Linked DNA regions of Oryctolagus cuniculus: region 1 is linked to region 2. A link is a contact called in public Micro-C data. All regions are on one chromosome and are shown on one strand. The core of a region is the stretch at or near the end of the contact, and the rest is flanking DNA. Distances in the headings are between cores, read along the strand shown. Region 1 overlaps PPFIBP1 (PPFIA binding protein 1). Region 2 holds the start of PPFIBP1 (PPFIA binding protein 1).

Region 1 (5,473 bases), core at 254-2,753, 71 kb before region 2:
CAAAAGCATGTGCACATCTTTCTATCTATCTGAGTAGAAGCATATCCTACCTTCTCTTTTGATTTCAAAAGGTTGTTTTAAAGCCTTTGCATTTCTAAGTCCCCCAGATAACATTTAGGTTCATCCACCCACATACAGAGGCTGAGCGCAAAAAGGAGTCCAACAGACCTTGCCTCGGAGAGGCTGTGAGCGAGACAGGCATCTGCCAGCCACAGCTGTGCTCTGAGCCAGAGCTGGAGGATCTGGGACTCGCCCTAGCAGAGGCAACAGCCAGGCGGAGTCTGCACAGGCGGGAAACGGCGGGAAGCCCGAGATAGCGCCGCTGCTGAAGCAACAGAAAGAGATGTTCCAATCTGCTCTCTAGGCAACGTGAGGATGGGGCTGGAGCAGAGAAGTTGGTAGCGGGAATATTAGCCAAACAAAAACCAAAACACTGCGGGCTGTTTCCAGGGTGAGAGGCCAGGAGGAGCCGGCTGTGGACCGGCCCTTGAGCAGCTGCTTCACTCCCCCTCCACGGTCAGGCCAGCTGCTAAACCCTCCCTGCTGCACCAGCTCCAAGGCACCGCTGCCCTGTCCTCTGGGACCCATTTCCCCCGGTTAACTTAACATCCACCGAGATGAGAAATTATCAAGGCTAAGAGGCACAGCGGACTCCTAAGACGCCGGGCAGTGTTCCAGCAGGCATCACCAGGCGCTGCCTCCTGCTCTTTCATTCATTCATGAATTCAGTCCCCAGTCACTAGATGAGGTCCCCTTTGGAGTCAAGGCCACAAGAGGCAGCTTCCGCTCTCCCAGGGGCCAATGCCTGGCAGCAGTGCTGATTCTCACTTGTTCAACAACAAATGACCACCGGGAAGGCAAGTTCAGCGTGATGGTCTTCAGCTTGCATGAGGCTGTTTAAAGAAAATGCACTTGGGCTGGGGAGGGGATGGAGGGCATTTGGTACTGGACCTAAGCTGCTGACCGGCACACCTGCATCCCCCACTGAAGTGCCTGGGCTGGAGTCCCAGCTGCATTCCTGATTCCAGCTTCCTGCTAAGGCACACACTGGGTGACAGCAGGTGACAGCAGGTGACAGCTTCAGTAACTGGCTCCCTAGGCTGAGCTTCCTGCTCCTGGCTTTGGACTAGCTGAGTTGCAAGCATTTTGGGAGTGAAGTAGTAGATGGGAAACTTCTTCATCTCGATCTCCACCTCCCCCTTCTCTGTCTGTAAGTAAGTAACTTAGCAGAACAAATTTTTAAATTTCCTCCAGACCCTTGCTTTGCTTTCCACAGGTCCTGTGGAACTGGCCTGCAGGGTATCCTGCCACAATCACTGGGATTATACACTTTAGAGTTCGGTATCTGTGAAGCTGCCCACTTGCTAAAACAGACTCGGAATCCCCAAATCGCTCCTTGCAGCTGGTACTTCCTGTCCTGCTAGAATCACTTGCAGGCTTGCAAAGAGGAGCTTGCTCTGCTGGCTACCAAGGGAAAGGTGGGAGAGGGGCCTGCAGGCCAGGGGCACCGCGAGCAGTGGCCCTGGGGTTTCCTGCAGGCTGCCACTGTCTCTTGCCACTCTTGCTCCTCCCTGCCTGGGGGCTGGGTTTTAACTTTCCCAAACCCTCAAGATGTCCAACCTGGTGGAAATGCCTCTTAAGAACAGTAACCAACCCAGGTCTCTAAGAACCGAACATCCATTTTTCTAAGCAAATTACACATTCTTGAATTTCTGGAAATTCACAAAGAATCAGACTGTCACTAGAGCAAATCCTCCGAAGCGTCTGAGAACGCCTTGCAGGTCACATTTCGTCCACCTCCCCAAGCGGGAAGCACTCCCAGAGGCCAGTGTTCTGGAAGCTTCTCTCTCCGGGAGCTCCCAGCACAAAGAACCAGCAGCAGGAACACAGAGCCCCATCCAGCGGCTTCTGAATTCCCCAAGGTGGAGGCGATGTTTCTTTGTGGAACAAAACAGTCATCCAAGGGCTGGGCGGCTCGACAGCTTCCAAGCAAGCCGAGAGGCCGAGGCCGAAGCCAGGAGAAACCGCCCATCAGAAACCAAAGGCCAGGAAACTTAGATCCAAAATAAAAATAGTACAAAATGCCCAGAATAGCCCAAAAGACAGCTGATGACCTTTCGCTGCAACATGTCTTTATATCACAGTATCAAATGGCCTAGCATCTAAAAGCCAAGCACATCATTAGTGCTGCAAAGGCAGAGGAATAAAGTAAAACATGAAACACACAGGACACAAGCTGATGGTGCAATCTGAAATACAGAAGAAAACCCCAAGACAGTTCCTGCTGTGTTCCCAGGGGACTGTGCTTGGCAAGGGGTCACATCTCCGTTCAAGGTGACAGGCGCAGAAAGCTGACAAGGCTCTTTGGATCTGAAAGCTGCCACAACTATTGCAACAGAAACAGAACATTATAGCATGAACCTGGAGCCGTCGTGGATCCTGTCACTACGGCTGTCAACGTCCCTAAGTGCAGTCTCCTCTGGGCTAAAGCCACTGTGGGTTGGCAACTCTGGGGCAGCCAGCCCCAGGCCATGCAGGGAACACGGGGCGCCCTGCAGACCCAGCCTGGTTTCTATAATGATCATGCACAGAACCTTGGTCTACTGCTAAATAATGGATCTAAGAAATGCTGAAATCTCTTCCCCCACTCCCCACGCCCAAGGCAGTGGAGAACCTGGCTCCCTGGAATGCTGGTACGAGAACCCAGCTTTCCCTGGAATACATCACACGAAACCACAGATGCACCAAGCAGAGTCAAAATTCCCTTGGACTCTCATCCTCCTTCTTAGAAAACTGTCAGAATCATATATCCAAGAGCCATCTAAGCTACTTAGTCCTCCTAATTAAATATATCAATACCTGCTGACATAGGGGGAAAAACGCGCTTGTCCAGTGACAGGGCCAGTGTGTGCGGGCACACACATATCGCGTGTTCAACTGTCGGCTAAACGTATAAGCCAGTCTTTTCTCTCTGTCCACAGTCACCCTCCAGCACTCAGGTCTCATACACAAAGCAGGAAAATCAAAATCCCTAACAGCTGGCTTCCTAAGAGGTGACAAGACAGCAAAAGTGACAGAGAATGAAGACTGTGATGGCTCTGGCCGGGCATTTTGAGCAAATAGCTGGGAGCAGCCCTGAGTCTCCACCCACACTCACACAAGCAGCAGCTGCCAGAAGGAAGGGCTGGGCAGGCCCAACCCAAGCCCGGTTTGATCGCTGAGATGAGCCTGGACATTGGTTAGGAGGAGGAGAGAGCCCCAGAAGAAAATAAACGCCCAGGAAAATGTCGCGAGTGACAGATGAAAACACAGTCATGTCCATCTCGTCTCAAGCTGTAACAAGCCAAGGAAGCACCCGACAGACACACCTGACAGGGATCCACGTGAGTCAGCCACGCCCACGCAGCATTTTCAGACTTTTTAGGAGAAACTGCCTAAATTAAAGTGTTTGGTCCACAACAGATGACAGGAGACAGAAATCTTCAACTTGCATTTAATAATAATGAGCGAGGTCAAGACAGCAGCGAGAAGGGTGGAAAGTAATGAACACAGTTGGACAGGAGGACAGGACCCAGTAGCTACCAACTACCTGCCTGCAAACCACCGCACTCCCAGGCGGAGCGGGGACACCCAGCTCACCCACGGGCTTCCTGGGCTTAATGACAACAAGGCAGAGACGAAACCAGACATGGCGCCCCACCTCTGGACAGTGTGGGCCGCTGTCATCCCAGGACTCAGACACTAAGGACAGGGGAGGGTGTGGCCTCCTAGGCAAACAACCTCTCACTTCCAAGTCCTCGCTGGAGGAGAAAACACATAGTCCCCAGATTTCAGCTTACTTCCCTTCCTTCCCATATGACTGCTCTTGCTCCCAGCTGCAAACAGACCCCTGGGAATGAGGACACAGACCAGAACTATAAAGGAATTATTAAAGGATAGCACTACTGAGCACTTACTCATTTATTTTCTTTCCATTTCAGAGAGACATAGAATACCCCATTGCCTGCAACAGCTAGGGCTGCACCAGGCCAAAGCCAGGAGCTAGGAACGCCATTCAGGTCCCCTACATAGGTGGCAGGAGCCATACTGAGCCATCAGCAACTACCTCTGAGGGTGTGCATTAGCAAGAAGTAGTGGAACCGGGATTCGAACCAGGCACATCCCAATATGGAATGTAGGCGACCCAAGCGGTAACTTAACTATTACACCACACGCCTGCAGCCACTACTCAGTATTTATTTTTATTTTGCTAATTACATTTCATTCAAATGCTAATCTTTTTCTTTTACAGATATTTCCCATTCAATCTGGGCCACCACAAAGACTGAAAGTACAGAGATTTTTTTTCCTTTACATCCCAGTGCAAAACAAAAGGACATCAGCAAACTGTTCAAGGTCGCTCTGTGGCTGCAGTTATTGCTACATTTTAGCTTTTTTTGTTTTTAAGGATTTATTTATTTATTTGGAAGACAGAGATACAGAGAAAGAAGGAGGGAGGTAGGGAGGAGGGTGGAAGGGAGAGAGATCTTCCGTCAGCTGGTTCACACCCCAAATGGCCAAAACGGCCTGGCCCAGCCAGTAGCCAAGAGATTCCTCCTGGTCTCCCATGTGAATGGCAAGGCCCAAGCACTTGAACCATATTCCACTGCTTTCCTGGGCACATTAGCAGGGGCCTGGATCAGAAGTGGAACAGCTGGGACCCAAACCAGCATCCATATGGGATGCTGACACTGCAGGTAGAGGATTAGCCTTGTATACCACAGTGCCTGCTCCAAATGCTACTTTTTAAGACTTATTTATTTATTTCAAAGACAGAGTGACACAGAGAGAGGAGATAGAGAGAGAGAGACAGAAAGGGAGAGAGAAAGAGAGAAAGAATATCTTCCATCTAGTGGTTTACACTCCAAATGGCCTCAAGAGCTGGAACATGTCGCTCCCCCTCTTCGTGGAGGAACGACACTAAACCTGCCTAGGTTTCATATCCAAGTCACGGCACCATTATGTCGCTCCCCCTCTTCGTGGAGGAACGACACAGGACCCTGCGCTGTTCTTTTGTCTGCTCGGCCCTCCCCGGGTTTGCTGCTGGTTCTTCCCGGGTTGGCTACCGTCCCTCCACCTCCGTGGAAGGGCGGTTCCCCCTGCCACTTTCCCCACTTCCGCGGGGGAGCGGCACACCGCCGGCCGGCTCTCTCAGGGGCTGCACAGGTGTTCCTTCAGATAGATGTTCCTGGTGCATGTTGTCTCTCTCCTCCTTTATAGTCCTCTTCCACCAGTCCCAACTCTGCTACCCACACGCCGAGTACGCTGCTCTCCTCCAATCAGGAGCAGGTCCTGCTGTTTATTGGTTGAACTGGAGGCAGCTGTGAGAAGCTGTTTCCTCCTCTCCCAGCGCCATATTGTGGGAGAGCAGATGCATAGAATAAGTCTTAATTCCAGTAACTTAGTCTAGTCCGAGTTGCTCCCAGTTGCTCCC
Region 2 (5,141 bases), core at 245-2,744:
CCAACTGTCCCCGGGACTTCAAAGAGAGAACCCCAGGAAGAGTCCTCGGTCGCATTTCCTGACTCCGGGCTGTGGCTTCTTTTTTCTCCCCCTCGCTGGGATCTGCCCTTTGCATTCAGGGGCCGGGCGGGTGGCGTTTGACTCACAATGAGGTCCAGGCTCATTTCCTGCAGACCTGGCCGCAAGAGGCTCCCACAGCTGGGGAACCGCCTGAGAGAAAGGGGAAACCGGACTGAGCCCACAGGTGGGTCTGTTTCTTCCTTGCCTGAAAGCAAGGATAAGCCAGGGTTCTGGATGGGCAGCCTGCAGGAGTTACCAGTTTTCCCCCCAAAAAAATCAATCATGCCCTGGGCACACGCAGGAAACACCAGTCAGAACGATGGTCTCCCACTTCTCAAACTCGGGCTTCTCCTCCTAACCGGCAGCGGCTCTCCCTCAACAGCAAACTTGGACTTTAAAAACCAAGTTCTCCGCCCCTGTGCTGTGCGCACCCTCCCGAAAGCCAGGGTTTGCGTCGGCCCCACACGGGGAAAGCCCAGGTCGGCATGCCACACCTTCCACCATCTTTCCCTGGGAAAACTCGCTTCTCTGAAGAAAGAAAAGGGGGGGACCCTGGAAACACCACTCCCGGCCGCGGCAGGACCCCCGCGGACTCCCAGCCCCTCGGGGTCACCGCGCCAGCAGGAGGCAGGGTCTCACGGGCGTGCCCCCCGCAGCCGGCTTCCCCGGAGCTGCTCACTCTCAGCCTGCCTGGACTACACAAATCCAAATTCTCAGCCTGCCTGGACTACACAAATCCGGGTTTTACAGTGATCTACAAGATACGTAACAGGCCACAGGAGGACTAAGGAGGGGGGCAAAAACTTTGCTTCTCCAAAAGCCTAATTTTGGAGTCAGCGGTTCATAAACTTTTTGTGGCATTCTTAAACACCTCCACCCAGCAACTCACTGCGCTCCCTGGGGTCCTCGCCTATCATCACTGAGGGGCCAGGGGCCGGGGTCTGGGGGTGGGCGCGTAAGGACACGGACGGGACCCCCGCACGTCCGACCCTGGGGGTGACTGCCACCGGGCAGACACACGGGAGCCACGGGGGCTCAGCTGCAGCCCCCAGGAGCACTCCCACAGAGTGCCCGCTGCCCTCCAAGGGAACGGGAATGAGTTGGAAAAGGAAACCGGCCCGGGGAGGAGGAGCAGCAGCTGTAGCTGCTGCTACAAGCACACAACGGTGCCACCTCCCCGGTCCCGAGCCGCGCCGGTCGCCCTTACCTGCGGGGCGGCGAGGCGCGGGCGCCGGCTTCCCCACGTTCCGCTTCAGCTCCCCTCGGAGTCCCAAGCCCGGCACGCGGTGCGGCCGCAGGCGGGCGGAGCGCGAGTCCTCCGGTCGCTTCCCCACCCCGTCCGCCCTACACCATGTCAGGAATCCGGGCAGGCACCGAGCTGGGCGCTGACATCACTCCCAGACCCAGGTACCTCCCCCTCCCACTGCCGCCTTCTCCCCGCCCCTCCGCGGGAGGCAGCCAACGAGCGCCCGCAGGGGGCGGAGCGGCGCGCGTGCGCCCCCGCTGATTGGGCCCTGCGAGAGTCACTCCGAGGAGTCCACTAATTTTATACATTCCTCGCCGAGCAAGACTGGAGCTGGAAGTGGGTGTTGATGGAAAAAAAAAAAAAAAAAAGCGGGCGGGGTGGGGGCGGCGGCTGCCTTTCCCACTATGTGTAAGGAAAGGCGAGCACGGGACGGGGACGAAGGTGGCGGGTCTCCCGGCAAACTTTTCTTGGCGTGCTCAGAAACGAAACGAAACGCCCCCGGCGAGCCCCGGGCTGCGGGAAAAGCCAGCGCCCCCGCGTCGCGGGCAAGTGCGCGCCCGGCGGCGCGGAAAATGGCCCGCCGCGAATCCTCCTGACGAGCCTGCGCCCGCCCAGCCCGCGCGGCCGCGCGCAAAACTTGGCGGGCGCCGGGCCCGGGTCTGCGGGGGAACCGCCGCCGGGGCGCCGGGGCCCTGAGGGCCGCGTGGCCGCTTCCGCGTGCGGCCACGGCGCTCGCGCCCCGCCAGCTTCCCGGGCAAACGGGGCCGCACCCCCAGAGGGAAGACGACTGCTGGCTGCGGTTGGATCGCACGGCGGGAACCCACGGGGGCGTGAGGGGCGGAACCGGGCCGTGGCGCCGACGAACCGCCCGAGGGAAATCGCGGCGGCTGCGCCACCAGATAGCAGTCAGCCAGCCTTTACTCCTGGCCGTCTGAGCAGTTCCGAGGGATGTTTCTGGAACCCGAGCCAAGGGAGACCTGAGTGCGTCACCCGTCGTCTTCCTGGAAGACAAGGGCTCGTTGCTGACCGACGGGTTCACCGCGTGTGGACCGCGGCGTGGCCACCTGCCCCCACCCCGAGTCGTCCCGGAAGCTGAGCGTTGGTAACCTGACGTGAGCAGGAGGCATCAGAGGCCGGGATTCGGGAGCAAGATCCCTCGGAGACCACGGTTGAAACCGAGGGCTGTTGGGCTCCGAGGCGGTGCTGTTATCACAGGTGTTGAGTGTCCACCGTGTACCTGCTTCCAACCACCACCACGCTGCAGAAACCCACGGACTCGGGGCCTCTGCTCAGACCTGCCGGACACTGCCCCCACCGTGCCATCCGTCACACCTGCGCCATCCCACCGACTGCGGGTTCCCCCACTCTGAATCTTTACCACTAGAGTTCGGCTTCGTCATCAACGAGCCTTCCTCCCTGGCCCCGGCAGCGCCCAGCTGTGAGCTCTCCCTCCACGCCTGCCATCTCACGGCTGTGCCCAGATCCCACCTTTGGGCCTAACTGGAATCCCCACTCTTCTCCAAAGCCTAGTTCAGTTAACATCCGGTCTTCTGGCAAGACTTCGTTGTGTGCTACAAGGCGAGACAAAGTGTTCAGGCCCTTCGCTGCCTCCTTTCAGGGAACTTTGGGCAGTCTCTCAAATGTCCATCCAGAACCTCCGTTGCCTGACAATACCTGAGCCAAGGTTGTTGTCCAGGTTTCTAGGGTTGTACAGATATGTAGACACATGCTTCGGGCTGGCCCTGGGGCATAGCGGGCAGCTCTGGCATCTCACCAGTTCGAGTCTCGGCTGCTTCACTTCCGATTCAGCTCCTGGCTCATGCGCCTGGGAAAGCAGCAGCAGATGGCCCAAGTGCTTGGAGACCCAAAAGAAGCTCCTGGATCATGGCTTCAGATTGGCCCAGCTCCGGCTGTTGTGGCCATTTGGGGAGTGAACCAACAAGTGGAAGATTCTCTCTCTCTCTCTCTCTCTTACCCGCTCTGGGGGAGGGGCACTTTGGCCAGAGCCCCGCCCACCCACCATTCATTCAACAACCCCAAAGTCCCCCAGATAATTTCTAAGCCAACCACTTCACCTCCCTCTTAGCCACTCATCCTTGCCTATCCCCAGGGGACACACCTGCCTGTCACTGCCTGTTCCGTGCCCTGAGCCCCAGATGTCTTCCTCAAACAGTGGCCCAGCCCTGGTCAGAGGCTGGCTGGCCGCATCCAGGCTAAGGTTCTGCCCAACCACAGCCAGGCACAGCCAGGCAGCCGCAGGAGGTGGGGGTGGGAACGTCCTCCCCCAGGGATGGCAGGATAGAATAACAACAGGAAGTCGCCTCCCATCCCCTCGGCAGCTGGAGTGATAACAGCTGCCACCAGAGTCCAGGAAACAAAAGACTCCCAAGGAAAACTGAAAACAAGCCAGGCCTGAAGCTGTCCTGTGCAAGCCAGGGGTTACAGCATAGGCAAGGAGAGAACCCTGCAGGGGGGTGATTATCAGCCACCTTGCCCCTCCTTTTAGCTGGAGTTACAGCTCCTAATCTGTTCCGCAGTTCCACTTCATCCTGATATTCCTAACATTGAAACACACAGAGACCACTGGCCCGTGGCTATCCTGGGGAGACGCCAACAGGATCAGCACCCTGCAGCAGAAGCAAAACAACGCGGCTGGGGCAGGCCCCAGAGCTCACCCCTTGTCCTGGCTCCACCAGCTGGCCTAGCGGGAATGCTCACTGGCCGCTCCTGGGGCTCCGCACTAACATCTGTGTAGCTTTGGCGATCCATGTGCCAGCTAGCTACTGCCACGGTCAGCCTTACCCTGGGCATCTGGGAACTGTACACGTGCTGTCGCTGTTGGAGGAAGACACAGGGAAAGCAAGAGAAACCCCACAGTGACCAACAAAAGCAGGACTGGCAGTGCACCCCGAACAACATCCCATCAAGTATGGGAGGCAGAATGCCCCTGCAGCCATCCTTAAGGGGTCTCTGCTTGAATTCACCTGGCGTCCAGGAGCACCTGTCGTGAAAGAACCCTCTCCTGTCAAGCCAGAGCCTGCTTTTCTGACTTTTTCCCCCCAAAAGACCTCTGTCTTGAGTCTCATTTGATCCTCTGCACCATCCTGTAAGGCACGAATTAATTAGTGCCATTTTCACATACGGTCTCCCAGGCTTGGCAAGCTACCTACGCAGATTATTCCAGAACACTCGAAACTGCGATTACAACCCAAGGTCTATTAGACTCCAGAGCTATTTGGGCCTTCTACATCTAAATCATTGTTTGTGGCTTGCATCCTTCCAGTCTGCCCTCCTAACAGAGACAAGCCAACTCTTCTTGTCACCTCATCCCCACAGTGCACAGGCCCGAGGACACACTGCCTACTCACCGGATCCATCAAGTTCATGTCCGTAGCCTGTCTGGGCTTCACCTCCCAGAGCTGCTCCCTGAAGCCCAGTCCTGATCCGTCCACCCCCCCCCCCACCCTCGACTCCTCTCAAGACACTTGAACAACTTCCCCTTTACCAGGGAGCAAAAGCCACAGTTTCTTGACTGGCACCCAAGGTCCTTTCCTTCTTGACCTCCGGCTGACCTTTCTCATGTTAGCTTCCAGCCCACGTGCCAGCTGCACAACTCTGCACCCATGTTCCATAGTAACGCATCCTCACTTAGGGAATGAGCGTTCCCATGTCTACTAAAATCCACCTGGCTGGGGCGAGGCAAGCAGCTACTGCGATGTCGTATGCAAAACGACAGAGCACAGGGCCTGACTCACTGTCGCTCGTAAGTAAATTTGTTTTTTTTTTTTTCTTGTGACATAAAGCAATCATCCTATTATTGTTAGAGCTGATTTAT

What was found. Hi-C and Micro-C count contacts between places; a contact is called where the count stands out from the background.
Region 1: a contact with region 2 is called in a Micro-C map of ear pinna, with 2.7 times the contacts expected there. The contact joins the enhancer-like site here to the promoter of PPFIBP1 in region 2. A contact is called at or near these places in 2 of 6 Hi-C or Micro-C datasets (ear pinna and psoas muscle).

What each region holds. Positions count from the first base shown.
Region 1 is chr9:124,724,236-124,729,708 of mOryCun1.1, reverse strand. All of the region lies in intron 2 of PPFIBP1 (PPFIA binding protein 1), which reads right to left. It overlaps LOC138843890 (a long non-coding RNA gene), which reads left to right. Exons shown (of 2, transcript XR_011379042.1): 2 at 4,292-4,773. LOC127486691 (small nucleolar RNA SNORA31) reads right to left here and starts at 4,413; the gene lies at 4,290-4,413. Within about 2 kb of position 1,503, at least 1 of the 8 cell types and tissues checked has an H3K27ac peak or open chromatin away from gene starts, as enhancers often do. A contact at or near this core is called in ear pinna, where this site is marked.
Region 2 is chr9:124,653,600-124,658,740 of mOryCun1.1, reverse strand. It overlaps PPFIBP1 (PPFIA binding protein 1), which reads right to left and starts at 1,494. Exons shown (of 29, transcript XM_051850901.2): 1 at 1,268-1,494.